Linked DNA regions of Manis pentadactyla: region 2 is linked to region 1. The links are chromatin contacts, called in public Hi-C maps. All regions are on one chromosome and are shown on one strand. Each heading gives the region's core, a stretch centred on a gene start, on an enhancer-like site or on the middle of the called end of the contact. The rest is flanking DNA. Distances are from core to core; before and after follow the strand shown.

Region 1 (5,860 bases), core at 2,492-4,991:
AAATGACCCTTGCCAGCTTCAAATCCAAGGAAAAAAGGGCTTCCTCCCAAGAATTTTGGGCTCTTCTTAAGACTGAATCTCATTGGTCTGCTCTGAGTCACATGTCCTTTACTGAACCAATCACTGTGGCCAGGAAGGGTCAGAATGGCTTCCTCTATCAGCAGCCCTACCCCTCCACCATGGAGCTGGGTGGGGGTGGGGCCAGCCCATCCAGCCCGCAAGTGCTGGGGGCAGAAGGGTGGAGGTCAAAAGGAAATTTGAGGACAATCAACAGAAGAAGGGAGATTGGATATTGGACAAGTAAAAAAAAAAACAACAGACATTTATCTCAATCCTCATTGTTATGATTTTCTTATCGGTGCTATATTAATTTCCCATGGTTGCTGTACCAAGTGACCACCAACTGGGTGGCTTAAAACAGCAAAAATTTATTCTTTCACTGCTCTGGAGGCCAGAAGTCTGAAATCAAGGTGTTGACAAGTCCACACTCCTGGAAGTTCTGGGGAAGGATCGTTTTGCCTCTTCCAGCTTCTGGTGGTTGTCAACATTCTTGACTCATGGCCACATTGCTCCAGTGGCCATATTGCTTCCTCCACTTCTGTCCATTTCACATCTCCCCCTGCCTGCCTTGTCTAGGGACACTTGTAATTGAATTTAGGGCCCACCTGAATAATCTAGGATAATCTCATCTCAAAATCCTTAACTTAATTACATCTACAAAGACCTTTTTCCAAATAAGGTCATACTCATAGATTCCAGGCATTTGACAGGACAGCTTTTGTGGAGTTGGGTTGGGAGGAGGGGGTGGGAGAATTTTCAGCTTACCACCGTTGCTAAACCAGAAGCATAATAATATTTAAGTGACTAAGGCCTCAAAATATATGAGAGAATCAGAATCAGAATCATTTCCAGATATTATTGATATATTTTATCCACATGCTTTGTTGCCTTTTAAAGAAGTAAAGTAAAACTTGCTGCATGGGAAAAATAAGCAAGTACATTTCTTTTTTTGATTGCAAAAGCCTGTAAGGTTTTCATTTCAACATATCAACCTTTCTGTCTTCTTCCAGGTAATTGTTGAACCAATAGCTGTTTTTATTTGAGTTTTCTACTCCTTTTCTTTATTATCTTTAGCTCTTTTGCTAAAATGTCTTATAAGCAGTATTAATACTGATCATAATTGATAAACAAGAGTTAGAATATAAAAGGTCACTGGTGAGGATACATCACAGTTAGAAAAGTATTTTCAAACCTGATTTCTTATTTCAAATGAGTGGAAAAAACATTCAAAATCTCAACCACTGGCCTTTTCTTGTCTAGGTAAACGTTCCAAGGAATCCCAGGCTAGATTATAGAGAAAAACAAGGCAAAAATCTTGTGAGGAAATCAACAGGAGTCCCTACTCCTCAAAGAAGACAGCAGTGGAATACATACTTTCAAATATATGTCATTTTGTTCCCTATTCCCACCCACATTCGGCCCAAGCAGCCACCCTTACTGGTTGCTCTGGTTGGACTGGGAGTGCACTGGTTGCTGATATTTTCCCTGGAGACATCTTGGCAACAATTCTGGCGGTCCACATCCTCAGCTATCACAGGGGGCTGGGCTGGGGGGTCTCACAGATGTTTCACAAGGCTTGGGCCTGGAGAGGGGTCTGAACCCCTGACCCCCCCACCCTCCCCAAATTAGGAGCAAAGGGGCCTCGGTCCTCACCTGTGCTGATCAGATGAGGCCCTTCCTTACTGTTGAATGCAGCTCTCTTGACCAGGAACCCATGGGATCTGAGAAGGGAGGAAAGGGTTGGGTATTACGGGCTTCTGCTCCTCTTCTGCATCCGGAAAATGGACTGGCCTTAGAGCCGGCACACAGGATTCAACTTGTATGTGACGGCAGAGTGAATTTCCAGTGTTGGAGGCAGAACAGAGCAATGGAGAGAGCTCTGGTGGGGACACTGGTGGGCAGATCTTTCTCGGCCACCACCTTGCTCAGTGACCTCAATCAGTCCTTCCCTTCTTTGCTCCTCAGTTTCCCATATTTAAAATAAGAGTCTTGGACTAGATGTTCTGTGAGCCATCTTCTAGCTTCACTACCTATCAGATGTATGTGCATTACACCCTGCAGTTTGAACATTTGGGTTACCTGGGAAGGCTCACTGGCGGTTTCCTTTTCCAGAAAGTTCTCCCCACCACACACCCGGATGTGGCTGATGGTTATATTCGGCAGGCCCATAAGGTCCAAAAGTACAGGATTGTGTTTATAGTTGTTTCCCAGTTATAACAGAATTAGTCATTCGTCTAACACTAATTGGGTGCCCCAGCTAGGTGCTGGGGCTGTAGAGATGAATGAGATGGAGTGCCTGCTCTCGGGAGCACACAGCTCAGTGAAGGAGACAGAGAGTACATCAAGGATTGCCTTACAGCGAGGTAAGTCCACTACAGGGTTATTAATAAGGTGTCATGACACGTAAAGGATGGGCATAGAAATCTGGTGTAGTCAGGAATGGCTTCTGGGAGGAGGTAACACACGGTAGACCCTGAAGGGATGAGTAGGGATCACCTAGGTGGACCAGGGATCAAAATCGCTTCCTAATGCTCACAATGAGTATGCATACTCAACCGATCCCTGCCAACTGCCATGTGGCGCGTTGCTTCCTCTAAAGGCAGCCGTCTCTCCTATTGTCTAATGATTCCCTTGGGTCTGGCACAGGGACTGAATGAACCTGTGCATCTATCGCAGGCCCAGGGGCAGGTCCTGAGTAAGTTGGGAAAGCCGACCGGACCCCAACCTTGATGTAGACCCAGACACAGCCGACCACGTGGGCTCCCGCAACACCCTCTTCATATGCCAGTATTGAAAGCTTGCAACCTGCATTCTGTGTACAGAACACATTCCCTTCTTTTTTTCCGCCCCCCTCTTTTCCCTTTAGTTTTCTAGTTCAAGTTAGGGAGAAGGGACATGAACGCTGTTGGTTTCTGAGCAGGTTTCTAAGGCCTCACTCCGATTCTACTTAGTCATGGCAGGCTTCTGGGAAGAAGTGCCGGGAAAGAGAGCCGAGGGCCAGCTTGCCTGCTGAGGCTGACATCTCTGCAAGAAGGGCCTCCTGGGCGCCTTGCCGCTCATACCCGTGCCACCCTTCCCTGCGTTTGACCTTTGTCCTCCGCTAACCTCCCACCGAGCCGAACCAGGTCTGACCACTTCCCCCTTCCCGTTCGGTGGCTGGACACGTCGCTCAGGTTCCTCACTCGAGGCTCCTGCAGCCAGGCTGGTTTCCCCGCGCCCTGCGCCGGGACTCGGGGACCCGCGGCTGCGGCTGCGAATCACCTTCCGAGGCGGCGGCTGGGCCCCGCCTCCCTCGCCCGCCGGTGGTTCAAGTGCGGGCGCGGAGCTGCGAGCGGAGCGCCACCGCCCCTCGCTCGGCCGCGGCCACCTGCTCGCTCCGGGAGGGACCGCGGCGCCGCGGGGCGCAGCCCGGCGGCAGGAGTCCTCGCCGCGCCGGCCGCCGGTCCTGAAGTTCGGGCGCCGTCCGGCGGGAGCGCCGACCCCGGCAGCAGGCGGCTGCGGTCTGGGGCCCGGCCCGGCCCGGCCAGGGTTAAGTCTCGCTGTTCCCTGCTGCCCGGCGGGCGGCCAGCCGCCGCCAGCGGGAGGCCAGAGCCGCCGCCAGGGACCCAGGAGGGGCGCCCGAGCCGCCGGCCCGCGCGGCGCCCCCCCGCCCCCCACCGGCGCTGCCTCCAGGAGCAGCGGGCCCTCGCAGCGCCCGGGGCCGGCCAGCGCGAGGGGCTCGGGACCCCGAGATGGCCGAGGAGATCGACTGGCTGGACTTGCCCGGCCGGTGGACCTACGGAGTGGACCGCGGGGGCAGAGTCTTCTTCATCAAGTACGTTGGCCCCTCTCGTTTTTTTCCTGCCTTTTTCTTTAAAGTTGTCCGACTTGAAAGGTGGCAGGGCTGGGGGCCGCCCGCAGAGAGTGGGGGGAAGCGGTGGCTGAGCAGCAGGCATGACTAATAAGTTTATCGCCGCCTGTTTGAATGTGTCTCCCGCCTTCTCCTCAGTGGGTCAAAGTCCCTCTCGGAGGGCAGGGTTGGGCAGGGCGGGCGCTGGCCTTTCCCTCCGCTGCAGGCACAGGTGCGGAGTGGGGGGCCCTGAGGAGGGTGGCCAGGCCCCGGGCCCGGCCTGCAGCGCCGTCCTTTCCGCTCCGCCACTACATGGCCAGGGCTGTCTCTTCCCCGAGCCCAGAGCTGCCCAGGGCAGACTCGGGCTTGACCTCACATCAGGAGACCCTGCCTCTACCGCCAGCCCCGGGCACTCCCTCGCCCCGGGGCCCAGTGTGCCAGGGCGGCAGCCCCTTCCTTCCTGCTTCCTTGTGGGCCAGTGGTCAAGGGGAAGGAGAAGATGCCTGCAGTTCGTTTGGCGTTCTTTGGAGAGACTGGGCCTTCGCGGCTCTCAGTAATATATTAGCGCTGTTGTATTAATTTCATAAACCAAAATGGCTCTGGCATAATCTCATTATAACAGAGTGGCCCCGCCGGTGCTCCTTTGGCCCGCTCCCTCTGTAGTCATCTTTTGCCAGGATAGAAATCTCCCGGTAATACAGCAAGTCTAGAAGCGTTCTGAGCGGTTACCCATACGTGGTGAGTTTTCCTGTCCTCAGATGGCCACTCACAGAACATTAGAGCGGAAAGGGACCTTGCCGCAACCCCCTCAGTTTTCAGATGGGGGAACGGGAGGGCTTGTCGGAGAGAACACCACCTGTTAATCAGAGCGCTGCCTCCTTTTGCCTTGTACCCAACTGCCTTTGCAGGGCCTCAGGTGGCCACTGGCCTCTCTTTGGTGTTTTTCAGTCTCCACATGTGCTTTAGTCCGTTTTTCTGTAATTATCACCTCCATGCCCATAATCGATGCCGTAATTAGATTATCTTAAAAATTAATTCTGCTAAAGTATTTGACCCTGGGTCAGATTCTTAAATAACGGAACTTCTGCAGTATTAGAACTAGAGTCCCTTTTGTCCGTGGTTTGAAACTTTAGAGTCACAAGATTCACTTAAAGAAGGCCTATGAAAAAGGCCAAGTCCTGAGCCCTACCTCCAGAGATGACGATTCAGAAGGGTTGGGGCAGGGCCTTGGAATCTGAATTTCCATCATCTCCTCAGCTATTCTGATGACGTTAATTTGGCTCTTCTCGTCTTTCTTCCCAATCTCTTGCCTGCCTACCAGCTTCTTTCCATCCTTCAGTCCACAAACACTCACTGAGTATCCACTATTTGCTGCAGTGCTAGGCATGGGAGATAAACAACAATAAGATACTTGTTTTTCCTTGAAGGTAGGAGGGAGAAGATGCAAATGAATACTTAGAAACTAAGTGGATATATTCTAAAGGTATTGGCAGGATGGTGGAGGAACACAACAAAGAAAAGTGACATTTTCCAAGGAGGAGGCTTTTGAGGGGATTGTGGAGGAGAGAGACTAGGGTGAAAGAAGTCCTGGAGCAGAGGCCTATGGGAAGAGGTGTCGGATGGGTGCCAGGCACAGGTTGTCTAGAACAATCTGCAGGGGTCAGCAGAGAGAGATGGAGTAGAGGCCGCCAGGGAGTTGCAGAAGATGAGGCAGAACAAGCAGAAATGGGGCACTTTAGAGAGGCTTCGGGGCTTCAGCTTGATCCTGTAGGTGATGGGGAACCAAAGGAGATTTTCCGCAGAGGCTCCACATAAATAGATCTACATTTTCAAAGATCTTTCTGGCAGCTGCGTGGGCGAATGACAATTTGGGAGATGAACAGGGAGGCCGGGAGATGAACTTGAGGTGCGGAGAACAGTGAGGTGATTGCGGAAGTCCAGGAGATAGCTGACAGGGACCTGACAGGCGGG
Region 2 (5,860 bases), core at 2,334-4,833, 140 kb after region 1:
ATAAAATACTGCTACTGTCACTTTAAAGATTTTCTGGGGTCGCATGCTCTGCACACCGGCTCCCCTGGCTTGGTGAGAGGCATGTTCTCAGGCTGACTGACCGCACAGATGGAATCAATGCTTTCCCCTGTAGGCATCCCCCACCTGGCAGCTCTTAAAACTAAGACAAAATATAAAATAAACACACACACACACACACACACATATACATGTATATCTATTTATGCACTTATTGGGGCCAATTTGATTTGCTAGTATTAGATGATAAATCATATGAGGAAATGTATGATCTCAGTGTCTTTATTTAGTATAAAAGTGACCTTAGAAGAAGATCAAGATTAGATAAACAGAGGGTATCTCTTTCAGGGGACCATACAGCTGTAGCAGCCCCTTAGCATCTTTCTAGCCAAGGAGCCCCTTCTCTGGGTGTGGGGTGGGGCAGGGGGTGCATCATCCTGACTGATAGGTGAGTTTACTTCCCCCTTGAGGTCCAGAAGAATCCCATGAGCTCTGCATTTGTATCTTGCAAGTTTGTATAAACTCAATCCAGGAAATAAAATGAATGTTTTGTACAAGTTGTGTGTCTTTCATACTCTGTATTGGCCTGTGGCTGGTCTTGGGTCCATGGCAATTTGCAGGCTTGGCAGTAAAAGGCAAAGCGTTCTGGGGCCGGGCCTTCCCTGACTAAGAGCAAAGCTAAACCCAAAGTCTGTGTGCCACCCCGTGCCCCCACACCTCAGGCCCCGTCCCAGCCTCCCTCCCAGGCAGGAATCTTGGAGCTCTCGGAAGAGCGCTGCCTCCCTGTGGCATGCTGCCAACTCCATGGCCATCTCTTGGGTCCAGGTGACCCCACATCGAGGCAGGTCCCAAGGTCCTGTGTAATGGAAGTATCAGGTGCTTCAGGCCCTGGAATCGCCTCCCGATTCATCTGTAAGACTGAGGCTAGGACTCTAGGAGAAAAAAAAAGTAAGCAAGCTCTCCTTGCTTACTGCACAATGCTCTGTATTCCCACTTTAGGGTACAAGAATGTATATGACGGGGGGCATCAGACCACCTGAGTTATTCTTGTCCAGGCTTAGTGCCTTTAGTTTAGTTCCCATGGCAGGTGCTGGTGGTTACCAGTTATTGACGTTCCTTGCGAAGGACTTTACGAGGGCTTCTCAGTTTGAAATCTTTCTGTGCAAGAGTCAAGAAGCCCCATAAGTTCTGCGGGTGGGGTGCAGAGCAAGTGAGCCCAGGGCAATGGCAGGTCTCAGCTGAGATTCTGCACAGAGTCTGGAGACGTGGAGACATTATTGGTTCAAAGAAGGGAACATGAGAGGAAATGGGAAGGCAAGCTCCTAATTCTTGAGTTTGCTTTGTTCTGATTCTAATGGCTGATTTTGAATTCTGGACATGTGTTCTCATCCCTGAAAAGATGGTGATATATTCTTTGGTTTTGGGTTTTCATTTTTTACAAATGAAGTGACTATATTTTGAATTTTGTAATGGTCCCAGGAGAGCTATAAACCCTGGTGTCCTTTGTGAATCAGATTTGGGACCAGATGCAGGCTCCACTCAGAAGCCTTTGAGGCCAGAGGAGGTGCACGAGACAACTTGTCAACTTCCGGGGCCCGGGTCTCCCTCTGCAGACCCCTGTGGGCCAGAGCCAGTGGCTTGCAGAGGAGGGGGGACGTGGGTGCCCAGAGCACCACTGGGTGTCGCTGTGCCACAAACAGGCTGGCTTCTCTCCAGGGATGACGCCCGCACCCTCTGCCTACCCCACCTCCTGGCCCAGATCAGCCGTCTCATCCAGCCAGGTTGGAGTTGGCAAAGGGCACGGTAGACAGAAAATGTAATTGAATTATCAGCTAGCAGAATGCCCTCTCAGGAGTGGTGCTGTAGCCTGTGTGTTTACTCTCGAAGGGAGGTGTGTTGGGGTCAGGCAGGCAGGCACGCCTCAGACTGCCTCTGCCAGGGAGCCGGGCCGCACCACACCTGCCTCATCCGGAGCGGCCTGTGCAGAGTTGGCTCACCGGAGGCTGAGGCTGCAGAGAGAGAAGGCGATGTCTGCTCAGCTCCTGGCCTGGCCCCTTGCTGTCTGTGCGACAATTTAGACAACTCACTAAATCACTGAGTCTCAGTTCCCTCGTGTGTGAAGTGGGGTTGTTACTACCATGGAGCTCTCAAGGAAGCCAAATGAGAAAATGGATGAAACACACTTTGAAAACTCAAATTCATTTGCAAATGTGAGGACGTGGTGGTGACATTGTATAGACCCCTTGGCTGCCTTCAGGGCTGTGATGGGCAAGAGGGAGAGGGTGTCCCCAGGCCCCCACCTTTGCGGGCTCCATCAGCAGAGCCCCTGCCATTCAGCCCTCCGTGGTGCCCCCCGGCTGCCCCCCTCTCTTCCTCCTTTGCCACCTCTAACTTGCCCACTCTGGTATCCATGCTTCCATTAAGATTATTTCCCTCTTTCTCTTTTTATATACAAGTACATCTCTGTTATTACTGACTTAACACTTTTTATCTAGTGTTCACCTCCTACAACTCTTCCATTTTATCAGGAGGATGGATATTTCTGATTTTTTGTTTGTATGTAATGGCTCTGGTCTATTTCTCTTATAGGTAGGTACACGCAGTCCACCCGTTTCATTTATGTCCTCTGATAAGTCTTGCCTGAGCACTTACAGATTGAGAAACATTGTGTTTTAAATTATTTTCCCCCTTTAGTGCAATTTTATTTGCAGTTTTTAAAATAGTATATGTAGATTGGTGATATCATCTATGAACTTCATTTCAGGACAGAAGGGACATTACAAAGGGGGTGCTGGCTCTAGTGGTGTTGGGAAGCCCTGCTCTGCAAGGGGAGAGAGCCGGTGAGGAACTGTCTGCCCCCTCTTTTTTCAGGCCTGTAGAGGGCAGCGAGGATGTACCCATGTCTATGCAGCTGATAGCTGGACCAGAGCCAGGCTTCCTGACCCGTCCAGCCCTACTGCAAGACCAAATTCATCTTTCATCCTCTGTAACTCAACCTCAGAATCCAAAGCTGGGCACTACCGAGGGAAAGGAGGGTAAAGCCCTTTGTGTCTGACTGCCCTGGGAAGATTTTGCCCTTGATTTAACAGAATCTGTTTCTCCCAGGAGACTGTCAACCACAGGTTTTACTCAATTACCTGTCTCCCCCTAGCGTCCAGCATGGGTAATAACACAAAGCAAGCACACCTTACTTACAAGACGAATTTAATACTTTTCCAAAGGGCCGCGGATCCCCACTCTTCCCACAGCCTCCAATAAACTAAGCAAGGAACCTGGTACCCCGAGATCCCAGCTCTTCCATGTACAGTCCGAGTTCTGCGTATTTGCTGGAAGCAGCTGAACTCAGCCTCAGGACGTGGGAGTTGGGGGAGGGCCACGGAAGGGCCAGGTGGGCGTTGCCTTCTCCAGGTGGGCGGGGCGGGTGGGAGGTTGCAGCGCCCAGTGGGAAGATCCGGGAGAAGGGAGCCTGCGGCTTTAAGCATCCTTATGGAGGGCGGGGGTGGGGTGGGAGAGGCCCGAGGAAGTTACTGATTCACCGGAGGCCCATTTCACAATTTACCAAGGGTCAGCTTCCCTGAGCATGTGCCAGTTCGGTCCTCTCTGCTCCTCAGCCCTGGGCAGCGTCGTCCTGGAAGGCCCCCCAGGCAGCCTGCAGCATGATCTCCATCACCGAGTGGCAGAGTGAGTGCCGGGGGCCGGTGCTGTGGAGAGGGCAGGGCTGGAATGGGGTATCCAGGCTAGGGTGCGGCGGGGGCGCTGTGGCTCCCTGGCTCTCTCTCTGGGAACCTGTGAAGTGACCTCTGGAGCCAGTGGCAGGGAGCTGCTGTGTTGGCATCCTTCAGACGCGGGACCAGGCTGGGTATGGCTTCCCCGCCTCCACTGGTAGCCGGCTGCTCAGGGCCCCCAGGTGGCCAGGGGCTGGTGGGAACTGACAAGGTCACCGCTCAAGCTAGTCCCTCCCATTAAGGGTGCTTAGACCTGGGGTGCTGCATAGGTGGGCTCAGGCGGCCACTGGGGTTCAGATATGTTTCCCCCAAGCCCTCAGAGTGTCCCAAGGCCCTGGGTCCCTTCTTATCAGAAACTAAACTTCTCTGCCCTCCCCAAATCACCATATCCTCACTCCTAAACACCCTTGCTCTTCTTTTAGGGGACAGGGCAAGGAGGTAGTCCACAGCCCTGGGAGGGGCAAGAGAGCCCTGGCTTAGTGAGTTTCCTTTGGGTGAATTACTTAAAAGCCTCTGAGCCCCGGTGTCTTATCTGTGAACTTGAGGTGATCATTCATTCACTGAACCAATTTGTCTCTGCTTTGTGCCAAGCATTGTGTTGGGTGTAAGTATACAATGGTGAATGGAGCAGACATATTCCCTGCTTACATTCTAGAGTGGAAAACAGGTAATTGACAGATAAAGAAGTCAGCATGTAGTATGTCAGATGGTGATGCATCCTCCAGACAAAAGTAAAACAGGGTAAGGAGACTAGGCAGTGCGAGGCAGGAGGGGTAACTGCTGTGTATAGAGTGATCGGGAAAGGCTGCAAGGAAGAGGTGCCTTTTATATAGAGACTTAATAAGAAATGAGGAAGAAAGACATGCAGCATGGGGGCAGGGCTGGGGGAGCTGTTCTGGGAAGAGAGAAGGGCCTGTGCAAAGGCCCTGGGGCATTAGCATACTTGGTGATGTTTCTGGAGTGAAGTGAGTAAAGGGGAAACAGTAGGAGTTTAGGTCAGGGTGGTAACCGAAAGGCCCAGCTGTGTAAGAACTTTGGTGTTATCTCCATAAGATGGGAAACCATTGGAGGGTTTTGTACAGAGGAGTTATTTATAACTATTTATATTTTTATGATCTACATTTTTTAAAAATCACTATGTGTGCTAGGTTAAGAATAGACTGCAGAGGGGTGAAGTCACAATAGGGGGACCAGGTCTGAGGTGACAGATGGTGGAGACCAGGATGGTAGCAGTGAAGAGCTCAATGCTGGATCTGCTTTGAGGAAATTGCTGGAAGGATTTGCTTATAGATTGGATGTCTGGTGTAAGAGAAAGAACTCCAGACTGCCTCCAGTGTTTGTAGCCTGAGCAATCAGAAGGGTTGAGTTAGGTTTTAGGCACGTTGAATTTGATGTGCTATTAGGCACTGGGGTGAGTGTCAAGTAGGCAGTTAGTTACACATGAGACTGGGGTTCAAGGTACAGGCCTGAGTGTGGGAGAGAAATTTAGGAGTTGCCAGGGTCTACACGGTATTTGGAACCGTGAGGGTCCAGGACATCATGCAGTTCCTCAGCGTCCCCACTACTGAGTTTTGCGGGATCTTTCTTTGTTCTGGGCGTCTGTCCTGGGCATTGTAGGACTTTAGCAGCATCCCTGGCCTCCCCCCACTAGATGCCAGGAGCATACTCACACTCCAAGATGTGACAATCGAAAGTGATTCCAGGCATTACCAAATGTTCCCTGGGGAACAAAATCGCCCCCCTCCCCACCCCTAGTTGAGAACTGCCAACCCAGGGAATAAAAATAGAGCACAGAGGCCTGAGGCCTGAGCCAGGGGCAGGCCGATGTTTATGAAACCCAAATGTGCTGAGTCCTGTGAGAGAGAGAAATGAAGGAACCAGATTCAGGTCAGGTAACAGAGCACGGACCAGGTTTTCCTAAGGGACTGACATTTGTCTTGAGACCTGAAGAATAAGCAAGCCCTAGGCAGATAATAAGTGGGAGGAAACAGCTTAAACAAAGGCCCTGGGGCAGGAAAGCTCCTCCTGGAAACACTAAGCCTTTGGAATATGGTGGACAAAGGGGAGAGCGGCAGGAGACGACGCTGAACACGCGAGTCTAGGCCCCATCACGTCTG

Evidence for each region. Hi-C and Micro-C count contacts between places; a contact is called where the count stands out from the background.
Region 2: a Hi-C map of fibroblasts shows a contact between it and region 1, with 2.5 times the contacts expected there. The contact joins the promoter of GOLT1A here to the promoter of PLEKHA6 in region 1. A contact is called at or near these places in 2 of 3 Hi-C or Micro-C datasets (blood and fibroblasts).

What each region holds. Positions count from the first base shown.
Region 1 is chr9:123,316,829-123,322,688 of mManPen7.hap1, forward strand. It overlaps PLEKHA6 (pleckstrin homology domain containing A6), which reads left to right and starts at 3,742. Exons shown (of 29, transcript XM_036909653.2): 1 at 3,742-3,874. The coding sequence starts at 3,792.
Region 2 is chr9:123,453,344-123,459,203 of mManPen7.hap1, forward strand. It overlaps GOLT1A (golgi transport 1A), which reads left to right and starts at 3,584. Exons shown (of 5, transcript XM_036909667.2): 1 at 3,584-3,699. The coding sequence starts at 3,675.